Regions from separate parts of the Sus scrofa genome. Here region 2 is linked to region 1. The links are chromatin contacts, called in public HiChIP or PLAC-seq maps. All regions are on one chromosome and are shown on one strand. The core of a region is the stretch at or near the end of the contact, and the rest is flanking DNA. Distances in the headings are between cores, read along the strand shown.

Region 1 (5,077 bases), core at 1,320-3,819:
AAAATTCACACATGAATTAGATCACTTTGCATTTTCCAAACAAGCTTACACTGAAAATGTACCACCTTACTTTTGAGCATTAAACTCTTCAATAATAATGAAATGATTTTCCCATGAGATGGGGAAAACAATTACCACCAAAGTTCTATTAGGAAAATGGGTGGCTTAAAAAAAAAAACAAAACAAAAAACAAACTAGAATTCCCTAAACAAATTTCTTTGATATTTTACTCATTATTTTCATGATTAGGCATAAGATGATTCATGCTTTATCCATAATTTAACAGGTCCTTTTGGTTATTTCCAAATAAGATTAGGCTTTCTGCATATTATAGATAAGCAGTCAGTCATTTGTGACATAAAGCTCTTCTTAAAAATAATTAGGTTTGCAATGTAATATTTAGAATTTCTCAAACTGTCTGATTGAAAGAAATAATCAAAAATTCATAAGAGGTGTAAAATTCTGCTGTCAGTCTGATGAAACTAAAAGAGTGTGAAAGTGAAGTTACAGTATTTCACTCATGGCAAGACTAGTTCCCTAGCCACACAGTTCTTAAGCTTTTAACCAAGAGTAGCTGATGTCCACTACTTTCCAGGTTAAAGCAAAAAAAGACAGTTCAGGACCTGAATCCAAGATCATCTTCAGAGAAAAATCATCGTGTTGTGTTGTTATTGTTGGTGTTCTAAACGCATGGAGTTCAGGCCACTGGGGCAGAGGATAGGTTTCTTCCCTTGTGCAGGCTTCTCCATGTACCACAAACATCTAGAAAACCCTCAACTGAACTGGCAAGTGAAAAAGGCTCCTTGGGCCGCCTTATGGCAACAGGGGGTGGACTTTTATTTTCTTTTGCCTTTCTTTTTATTTTTTTTATTGAAACAGAACCAATAGGTTTTATTTTATTTTATTTATCTTTTTAGGGCCACATCCAGGGCATATGGAGGTTCCCAGGCGAGGGGTTTAATCAGAGCTGTAGCAGGCAGCCTACACCACAGCCACAGCAATGCCAGATCTGAGCCACCTCTTCGACCTACACCACAGCTCATGGCAACTCCAGATCCTTAACCCACTGAGCAAGGGCAGGGACCGAACCCGCAACCTCATGGTTCCTAGTCGGATTCGTTAACCACTGCACCACGACGGGAACTCCCTGGACTTTTATTTTCTTTTGCCTTTCTTTTTTCTTTTTTTTTTTTTTAATGAAACAGAACCAATAGGTTTTATTTTATTTTATTTATCTTTTTAGGGCCACATCCAGGGCATATGGAGGTTCCCAGGCGAGGGGTTGAATCAGAGCTGTAGCAGGCAGCCTACACCACAGCCACAGCAATGCCAGATCTGAGCCACCTCTTCGACCTACACCACAGCTCATGGCAACTCCAGATCCTTAACCCACTGAGCAAGGCCAGGGATCAAACCTGTGTCTTCATGGATGCTAGTTGGCTTCGTTAACCACTGAGCCACGACGGGAACTCCAGGGAGTGAATGTTTATTCCCTTTTTCTGTTTTGATTGTGGGAGACAATGTTCATGCATATAGTTGGAAGCCCCTAGGTCACCTTTCCAACTGATGATACTCATGACCATAGCATGGGGTCAGGGGGAGCAGGGAAGGGCCAGGGGCTGCTCTCAGAAACCGTGCTGGGACTGCAGCTATTCTGGGAAGCTTCGGTTCCTCCCTGGAAAATTGTACCATGACTGGTGAGGACAAGCTAAAGAATCTCCTTTAGGAGTTCCCTGGTGGCTCAGTGGGCTAAGGATCCAGCATTGTCACTGCTGTGGCTCAGGTCACTACTGTGGTATGAGTTAGATCTCTGGCCCAGAAATTCTGCATGCCGTAGGTATGGCAAAAAATATATATAAAAACAAACTTTTGACAGTAAGTAAGAAGGAAATGGCTGGGGACATTTTACTTAGACATTCTTGGGTTTCTGAAAGTGCTTAGAATGGGTATTTGTTTAGAGACTTTTTGAAGTGAATGTGCTAGAAAATGTGTGTCTAAGAAGAGAACTTGAGATTTGAGGTGTGAGAAGGTTATGAGCCCTGTGACTTAATACACTGGCCACTGACCAACAGATTACTTCATCTGTCCTTAAGTCATCTTCTGAATGTGCAGCTGAGTGGGCCAGGTGGATGTTTTCTAAGTGGCTGCCCTGTTTGAACTGTTCCTGAATCTCCTGATGAACTGGAGGCAGCACCCAATGCAGGCCTTGCCCTTCTCAGCATCTCTGGTTACTATGGTACCGGTATCTTGTACATTCTCAATAAATACTTGCTAATTGGTTGATTGATTAGCTTCTGACTTCACCCTTTTAGCCTCAGTAGCGAAGCTTCTTTCTCAATTCTCAGGACTCGCTCTAAACTCTCCATTTTTCTCATATTTAGCATTCATCTGGTGTCTCCTGAAGCCATTCTATTATTTCAGATACTGCCTTAGCAGAATTTCTAAGTGCCAAGGAAAAAAAAAAAAATTTCTTTAACAACTTAGAAGGGAGATTGAGAATCATAAGTATGCTGCCAGCCCTGGAACGTTTGCCTAGTGACCTAATTTCATGGGAATTTGCCAGGCCAGCTCCATGGAAGAAATCCAGGCCTATTCCTCCAGTCTCCATGGGTTATTCAGCAGACACTCTCCACAGCCAGCTTCTTCACCTTGTAGTGACCTTCAGGATACTCTCCCCTGAATCCTGCTCTATTTTACTTTATTTTATGTTTTGGCTTTTAGGGATGAACCTTCAGCATATGGAGGTTCCCAGGCTAGGGGTTGAATCTGAGCTGCAGCCGCTGGTCTACACCACAGCTCACGGCAATGTTGGAGCCTTAACCCACTGAGCAGGGCCAGGGGTGGAACCCACATCCTCATGGATACTAGTCAGGTGCATTACTGCTGAGCCACAACATGAACTCTCGTTTAGACAGATTTGTACAAGGTAACGAGCTGAACTGAAATGATACTTCTTGCACTGAATTATGATAGGCACTTGTTTCTTGTTACTCCAGACTTCTTTTGCCTGTATTTGGGAGAATTCAAAAAGTTTAGCCATGTAGGAGTTCCTGTCGTGGTGCAGTGGTTAACGAATCCGACTAGGAACCATGAGGTTGCGGGTTTGGTCCCTGCCCTTGCTCAGTGGGTTAACGATCCGGTGTTGCCATGAGCTGTGGTGCAGGTTGCAGACGCGGCTGGGATCCCGCGTTGCTGTGGCCTGGCGTAGGCCAGCAGCTACAGCTCCAATTGGACCCCTAGCCTGGGAACCTCCATATGCTGAGGAAGCGGCCCAAAGAAATAGCAAAAAGACAAAAAAATAAATAAATAAATAAATAAATGTCACTTAAAAAAAAAAAAAGTTTAGCCATGCAATTTATGCAGTACATTATCAAGACCTATTTCATAAGATGTTAAGTTACCTCTTGCCCAACATGGATATTCATATACTGTCTTTTCTCTTTTTTGGCCCCTCACACCTCCTAAAACCAGATCTAAGGTTATTTTAGACATCACAGTTCATTGGACATCGTAGTATATATGGATCTGACATGCTCTTCAGAAAACCAAGGCCAAAGGACTGTGTGTTAGTACATACAAGTACTAAGACTTGTATTCTAACTCTGGTCCATCTATAAGCTTCTAGCCTTTCTGAAGAACACTCAGTACCTGCTTCATCTCTCCATCTGGAAGCACTGCAATGGCTTTTGGCCAAAAGCAATGAAGTTGTGACTTTCTTACTTCTCTATAGCTTGCCCAGGGACTTCAGTGAAAGAAAAGTAAACCTATTCCATTATCCCAAATGGCTTTTTAAATAATTAGGAGATTTTAATAATAGTGCCCCCCTGATGCTCTCAGGTTCCCCACAGGCACTCCAGCATTTCCAAGGTGAATAAGATGGCACCAAAGCTTCAAGAGAGAAGACCTCACTCTCACTAAACATGACCTTCAATTCATACAAAATGCTGAAAACAGCACTGGGCATCCCATTACTGAAATGGATTGTCTGGCATCACTGCTCGTGGTGTTGGAGTCTGACACCATTCTAGGGTGATATCTTTGAGAAAAGAAATGATTCAAATTTTTAAAGAGGCAGAGGTTGGATTTTGAAGGTTTTAGAAGGTTGGATTTTGGACATGTTCATTCTTTTCCAAGCTGGCTCCCCACATCTTGAGTCACCTCCCATTTCTTCTCTATATAGAAGGTGATGAAAAGAGATGCTAAAATCTGAGGGATTTCAGAGGAGTAAGAGAATGATGTTAAAGCGGCCTCAACATGAATATGTACCAAGGGCCTCAAAAAGTACAAACTCATACCTGGAAACTCCATTACTAAAACTTCGTCCTCAGCAAGTAGAATCGATAATGCATATGCATATGTGTATTCAACATAAGCGTAACCATCACAGTGTTCTCTATAATACTGAAATTGTGCAAGCAAATACCCAACAAAATGGTTAAACAATGGAACACACTACAGCTATAAAACATTTTGTTGTAAAGGCATGTTTATTGACCTTCGCAATATTTTACTTGAAATAAAAAAAGCAGGTTAGGAAATTCCCTGTCGGCCTCGTTGTTAAGGATCCGGTGTTGTCACTGCTGTGGTGCAGGTTTTTGTTTTGTTTTGGTTTGGGGGTTTTTTTGTCTTTTTTTTTTTTTTTTTTTTTTTACCATTTTTTTGGGCCACTCCCGCGGCATATGGAGGTTCCCAGGCTAGGGGTCAAATCGGAGCTATAGCCACCGGCCCACACCAGAGCCACAGCAACGCAGGATCCAAGCCGCGTCTGCAACCTACATGTGGTGCAGGTTTGATCCCTGGCCTGGGAAGTTCCACATGCCATGGGTGAGGCCAAAAAAAGTGAACATAAATATTAAAATTAAAATTAAGAAGTGTATTATAAAACAGTTCTTCTCATGAATTTTTTTTTCAGAAATAGAGACACATGAATGTGGTTGGTGTCTCAGTGATCAGCATTTTCTAATTATTCTATAGGCGACGTATTTGTCCAAAAAAAAGGAAAAGAGAAAAAGATGTATTACAATTCATATTAAAATTTTCTTGTAAAGAAGACCTTAACAAGAGTGGCATGCAGCTG
Region 2 (5,077 bases), core at 1,074-3,573, 230 kb before region 1:
TTTCTAGAGTGGGCGTTTGCTAAAACCATCCAGGGGCTTCTGGAGCTAAGGCAGGGTGGGGCACTACCTGGATTAATAATGAGTGAGTTCCAACTCCCCTCATGGGCATCTTGGGCCTTGCCTGCTGACTTGGACATTGTTGGTGGACCAACGCAGTAAGGAAGTGAAATTCCTCACCTGCTATTTGTAAAAACTGAGTGAGAGGCTGGAATAGAGAGCGATTTCTCTAGCTGTTTTGTGGAGGGAAGAAAAAGAGGAAATATGGAATACCTTCTCTGTGCAGGAACAGTTATCTTCTTTAATTCTCAACCCATGCCCATGTCCACTTTCTTCAGTGCCTTTGTTTGTCCATTTACTGAAGTGTTTAGCGAGTACTTACTAGGTGCTGGGCATTGTGCAACATACTGGAACTCAGTGTTCTGTGTCTTCTTGAACCTTCTAAGCTTGTGTTATCTCATCATTCATATGATGTGAGAATTAAATTTTAATTAACTTCGTGATTAGAATGTTTTTAATAATTAATCTATAGGAAGATAATTAATAAAATGCGTAGCAGGAAGGACGAGAGGGAGAAGAGCTACATTTTTACACGATGAAGGGAGAGAATGTGAAAGAAAAGAAAACCGACTTCTCTGATTTTATTCTGTGAATTTTACTCATTTTGTGAAGGGAAATGTGTTTTACCTTTAGAGCAAGCCCTCCGATTTTTTGACTGCTCATGGTGGGCCTTGCAGTTATTCCCGTGACCTGATAATACTTGGCTTCTGAGATTTTTCCCTTCAGCAGACTCCGTGAACTTTATTTCAAGATCAGCCTGTCTGTTTCACAGGACCAAGCTCCTTCCAGACCATCGTATGGGAAATGTCAGCCCCTGTCAACATCCCTAACGTTTAAATTCCTGGGATACCAGAGATATTCAGAGGGAACTGCATGCACACATTACTCTCCCAAATACTCTCGGGAAGAGGCGAGGTGAGGTCTTCTCAACGCTTTTGTAATAGAGACATAGGCCAATAACTAGATTCTATAGATCAGGAATCATGTCCTTGCTGAAGAGTTGAGCAGACCTGTATAACACAGAAAGAGGTATAAGGCTGATCATCTATTTGATAATTTTTTATTGATAGTTTGGATCATTCATCCAAAACCGATAGCCTTCCGCTGACTATTTTCTATCCAAAAGCTTGAGAAAGACATTCCTGTGGTGGAAGATGGCATTCTGGGCTTCTTCATCAAAAGGACCTCAGATTTATTCCCGTGACAAAGGCCACCTTCGCCCAAGCGAGGCTGTCTGGAGATGGCCTAAGTGTGACATTCTCCGAAGAGACATCTCTGCGGAAGCCTGTCCTTCTGCCGGGCTGATGGGGCTGCCAGCCTACGAGCTTGACCTCTGTGGCAAATGAGCCTCCTGGTCATTCCATGTGAACGTGTGAACTTGTCCTGTGATCTTGCTTGCCTGAGCGCCTCACAGCTGACTCATAAGAAATTTTCGAGGTTGTTTGCTCTGTCCCAGAGAATCATTCGCCATGCTGGCCAGCATGCAGGGGCCAATGCTTTGATCTGCTTTGCAGGACTTACTGTCATTTGCAGAGTGCTAAAATTAAGCTTGGCAGCAGCCCACGGAGGCAGAAGGCTCTGTCCTGCTGACCAAGGGGCAGCCTGGAGTCACACAGACAGGCGGAGACAGGTGAAGCAGACGCTGGGAAAAGATGCCATCGCAGAACAGATAGGAAGGGTAGGTGGGGTGAACTTGCAAAGGGTTCAGAGGGGCTGGGGCTGAGCTGAGTGGGCAATATTAGGAAAAGGCTCGGAGGGGAGGGAGCTGTTTTCCCAGGAGACCGAGATCTGAAGAGACTGCTGAAGAGAGACTGTATTTGTCACAGCGAGAATAATCAGTATGTTGGCATTTGGACTCCAGTGACAGGGATGAAAATGAGATTCTGTGAAAGATGTATCAGAGTCAACAGGCAGGGGCTGGGCTCTGGCAGGAAGGATGAAACAACCAAATGGAGACACTTGGCGGTGGAAAGTGAGGTTGCCATAACTGTCTCGAACCCAGTGTGCACGGGGGTGGAGGCGCAGGGTGCTCATCGGAAAGTGGGGTGAGCTCTGAGCAGCCCGTGAGGCCTCCTGGTGAGAAGGCTGGTAGAGGAGGGGGGACCGTTGGATGACAGTGACTTTGGGATTGGTAGGGCCATTGCCCCTCTACCTCCCCCTGCCCTGCCACATGGGGCTCGCTCTTGCTCTCATGCTTGAGACGGTCTCAGACGGCCTCTTTATTCTGCACAGCTATTGCCTGTGACCCCGATGAACCACGGGTGAGAAGGCTGGGACTTGGAGACATACTTCAGCAGAGCCCTATTAACTAAAAATAGAGTGTGAGCCGCGGTTTACCTGAGGCCAGCCTGCATGTGACTTCTGGATCCCTATTTATCAACAGGCTGTGACTGCGCGTCTGGAACAAGCCAGATCTGTTCTTATTTACCTGTCAGCCGGGAGAATGCCCATCTCACAGAGGGCCATTGCTAGGTGCTGAACCATGGTAACACCAATAATTATCACATCCTTAAGGCAGGTATGCAGACGAACTCCCAAAGCATTATCTCATTGCCCACGCAAGGCTCTAACGGGTCGGAAGTGGGCAGGAACACGTGCCTTTATCCTTGGGAGGGGTGAAGACACAGGTTTAATGAATCGCCCAGGATCCAGCAAGAATGACAGCTGGCCCCTGTCTCACCCATCACAAAACTGGATTTTCTCAGCCCTGATCTTATTTTCTCTATGAATAATGTGCATTGAAACTTGTATCCTGAGACCCTCTGCTCAATCTAATCTCCGGGACCTTCTAACAGGCACTAAGTGGGAACTGAGCCTCTTTGGGGGCAGAAAGATCCCTTCATAGAAGAAAATAAATCCTTAATGGGAAACACAGCCTGAGGCTGCTGCGGGTCTGGGGAAGACAAGGTCTCTGGGGGGATGCTCGAATTAGTACACACACACACACACACACACACACACACACACACACACAGGCGCTTGCCTTTCTCCAAAACTATTTAGAAGTTTATACAGATCTGTGAGAGCCGGCGGTCACATGGAGAGCCCCGGGTTCTGATTCATGAGCTACCCTTACAATCATCTGAGAGTCAATTAAAAAAACCTTGCCATAGGATAGAGCCCACCAGTGAAACAAGGAGAGAACAATGGACAGCCTGTCCCCAGACCGACCTGTGACTGTGGAATTGGAGAGAGAAAAGATGGCCGAGTGTCAGTACTTTAAAGAACAAACGATGCTTTTTAGGCCACAGGGCCTGGGGCAGAGCTAACGGTTTATGGAAAGGCCCGTCTGCCCGTGACGGGGGTTGTCAAGGTTGGGTGCAGTTTAGCCGTGACACGGACTGGATGCCGTGGCCATTTTGGAGCATCAACTCTGCACGTATTCAGGCAAGATCATTATCCCCAAACCTCTTTAGGCCAGAGTCCTGCCCGATTCCGAAGGAAGGCAGTCATTTTATTATTTTAAATGAGTTGAGGCCTCTCTCTTCAAACAGCTTCCTTTCACCTGTCCCAGCTCCTGCCCCAGCCACGATTCTGTGCGAACGAGGGGTAGAAAGTGATCACAGCTTGACTCAGCTCAGAAAGCCTGTCATGATGTGCAGAGGCAACACCACTTCTTTAAGGTGACAAAGGATCATTTTTCTAGGAAAGTAGATCCTCAGTAAGAACTCCTCTTCTGGTGCAGCTTGTATTTCTAGTACCCGTTTTCTCTCTGGGGAGAAGATCTCTTATTGATTATCATAAAAACAGCCGGGACTTACCATAGATTTTGCATACATTAAATTTAATTTACAGAGATACATCTTAAAACTCTTTATTAGTTTTTGCCTTTGGGGGGGCAGTTCCCTCCCCCTTTTTTTCTTTTTAGGGCCACACCTGCAGTGTATGGAAATGCCCAGGCTAGGGGTGGAATCGGAGCTGCAGCTGCAGGCCTACGCCACAGCCACAGCGACGCCAGATCTGAACCACATCTGTGACCCATGCTGCAGCTTGTGGCAAGGCCTGATCTTTAGCCCACTGAGCAAGGCCAGGGACCGAACCCACATCCCCATGGATACTAGTCAGGTTTTTCCACTGCTGAGCCACAGTGGGAACTCCTGAAAGCTTCCAATCTCACTTTGTTCATTAACATCAAGGAAGGACACCCTAGGAGCCACAGTTCTGGGCTGTCCTGCCCCTCGGACCACAGGTCCGAGGCTTCCCGCCAGCTCCTCCATCTCTGATTAAGAACCACTCACTTAGACCGACTGGTCTTAAGTCCTAGTTCTGCCATTGGCCCCCTGAGGGTGTTTGAATACTTTCTTTAACCTCTCCTGGTTTCCTAAATCTCTGACGCAGAGCCAATTCTAACTCACAGTGGTTGTTGAGATGAGTCGGCATAACCCAGGTAAGTGGCTGGGTGCGCTGCAGACATGCCTTGGACGTTAGCTTCACCAACCACGTCATCAGTTTCCTCGTGGCAGAAATGAGGCTTTGATTTACTCCAGATCAACACAGATATTTCCATATATCAGTTGACAGAACTTTACCAGTTATGGCTGATTGACAAAGTTAATCCTCAACAAAGTCCATTAAACATCCCTGCTTTTTCTGGAAGGGCAAAAGCACAGGACTCACAGTACCAGGATAGATGTGAGCTTTCAGGCCGTCAACTTGTAGCAAATTATGTCCAACCCCAGTATGGTAATTTTGTGACAATTGTTACTCTGCTGGAAGTTGAGCTGAGATGACCAAAGATGTAATTTTCGTGTTTCAACTTTTCTACAGCATCTTATTATTTTTAAATAGAAAATAATGTACAGACAAATGGTGAGGTCCTCTGCTTTTTATTCCCACTCTTTTTCGGTGAGGATGCTGCAAAACCTTTTAGTCTCCAAGCTGTCTACAAAGTGCTGCTTTCAAATATTAAGGGGCCAGAGTTTCACTGGGCCTTCCTTCCATCGCCTTCTGTTATTTACAGGTGCTGATTCGAAATGCAAAAATTCCAATTTCCTAGTGTAATTACCCAATTTATATGCAC

What was found. HiChIP or PLAC-seq counts read pairs in DNA pulled down with a chosen protein or histone mark.
Region 2: a contact with region 1 is called in an H3K27ac HiChIP or PLAC-seq map of skeletal muscle. The contact joins two enhancer-like sites. A contact is called at or near these places in 2 of 2 datasets of contacts at active chromatin or transcription factors (alveolar macrophages and skeletal muscle).

The regions. Positions count from the first base shown.
Region 1 is chr10:56,538,138-56,543,214 of Sscrofa11.1, reverse strand. No RefSeq gene overlaps it. Among named protein-coding and RNA genes, the nearest start is that of NRP1, 110 kb to the right of the region's middle. Within about 2 kb of position 2,569, at least 7 of the 83 cell types and tissues checked have an H3K27ac peak or open chromatin away from gene starts, as enhancers often do. A contact at or near this core is called in skeletal muscle, where this site is marked.
Region 2 is chr10:56,767,442-56,772,518 of Sscrofa11.1, reverse strand. It overlaps LOC110255705 (a long non-coding RNA gene), which reads right to left. Exons shown (of 2, transcript XR_002336405.1): 2 at 1,102-3,769. Among named protein-coding and RNA genes, the nearest start is that of NRP1, 340 kb to the right of the region's middle. Within about 2 kb of position 2,323, at least 8 of the 83 cell types and tissues checked have an H3K27ac peak or open chromatin away from gene starts, as enhancers often do. A contact at or near this core is called in skeletal muscle, where this site is marked.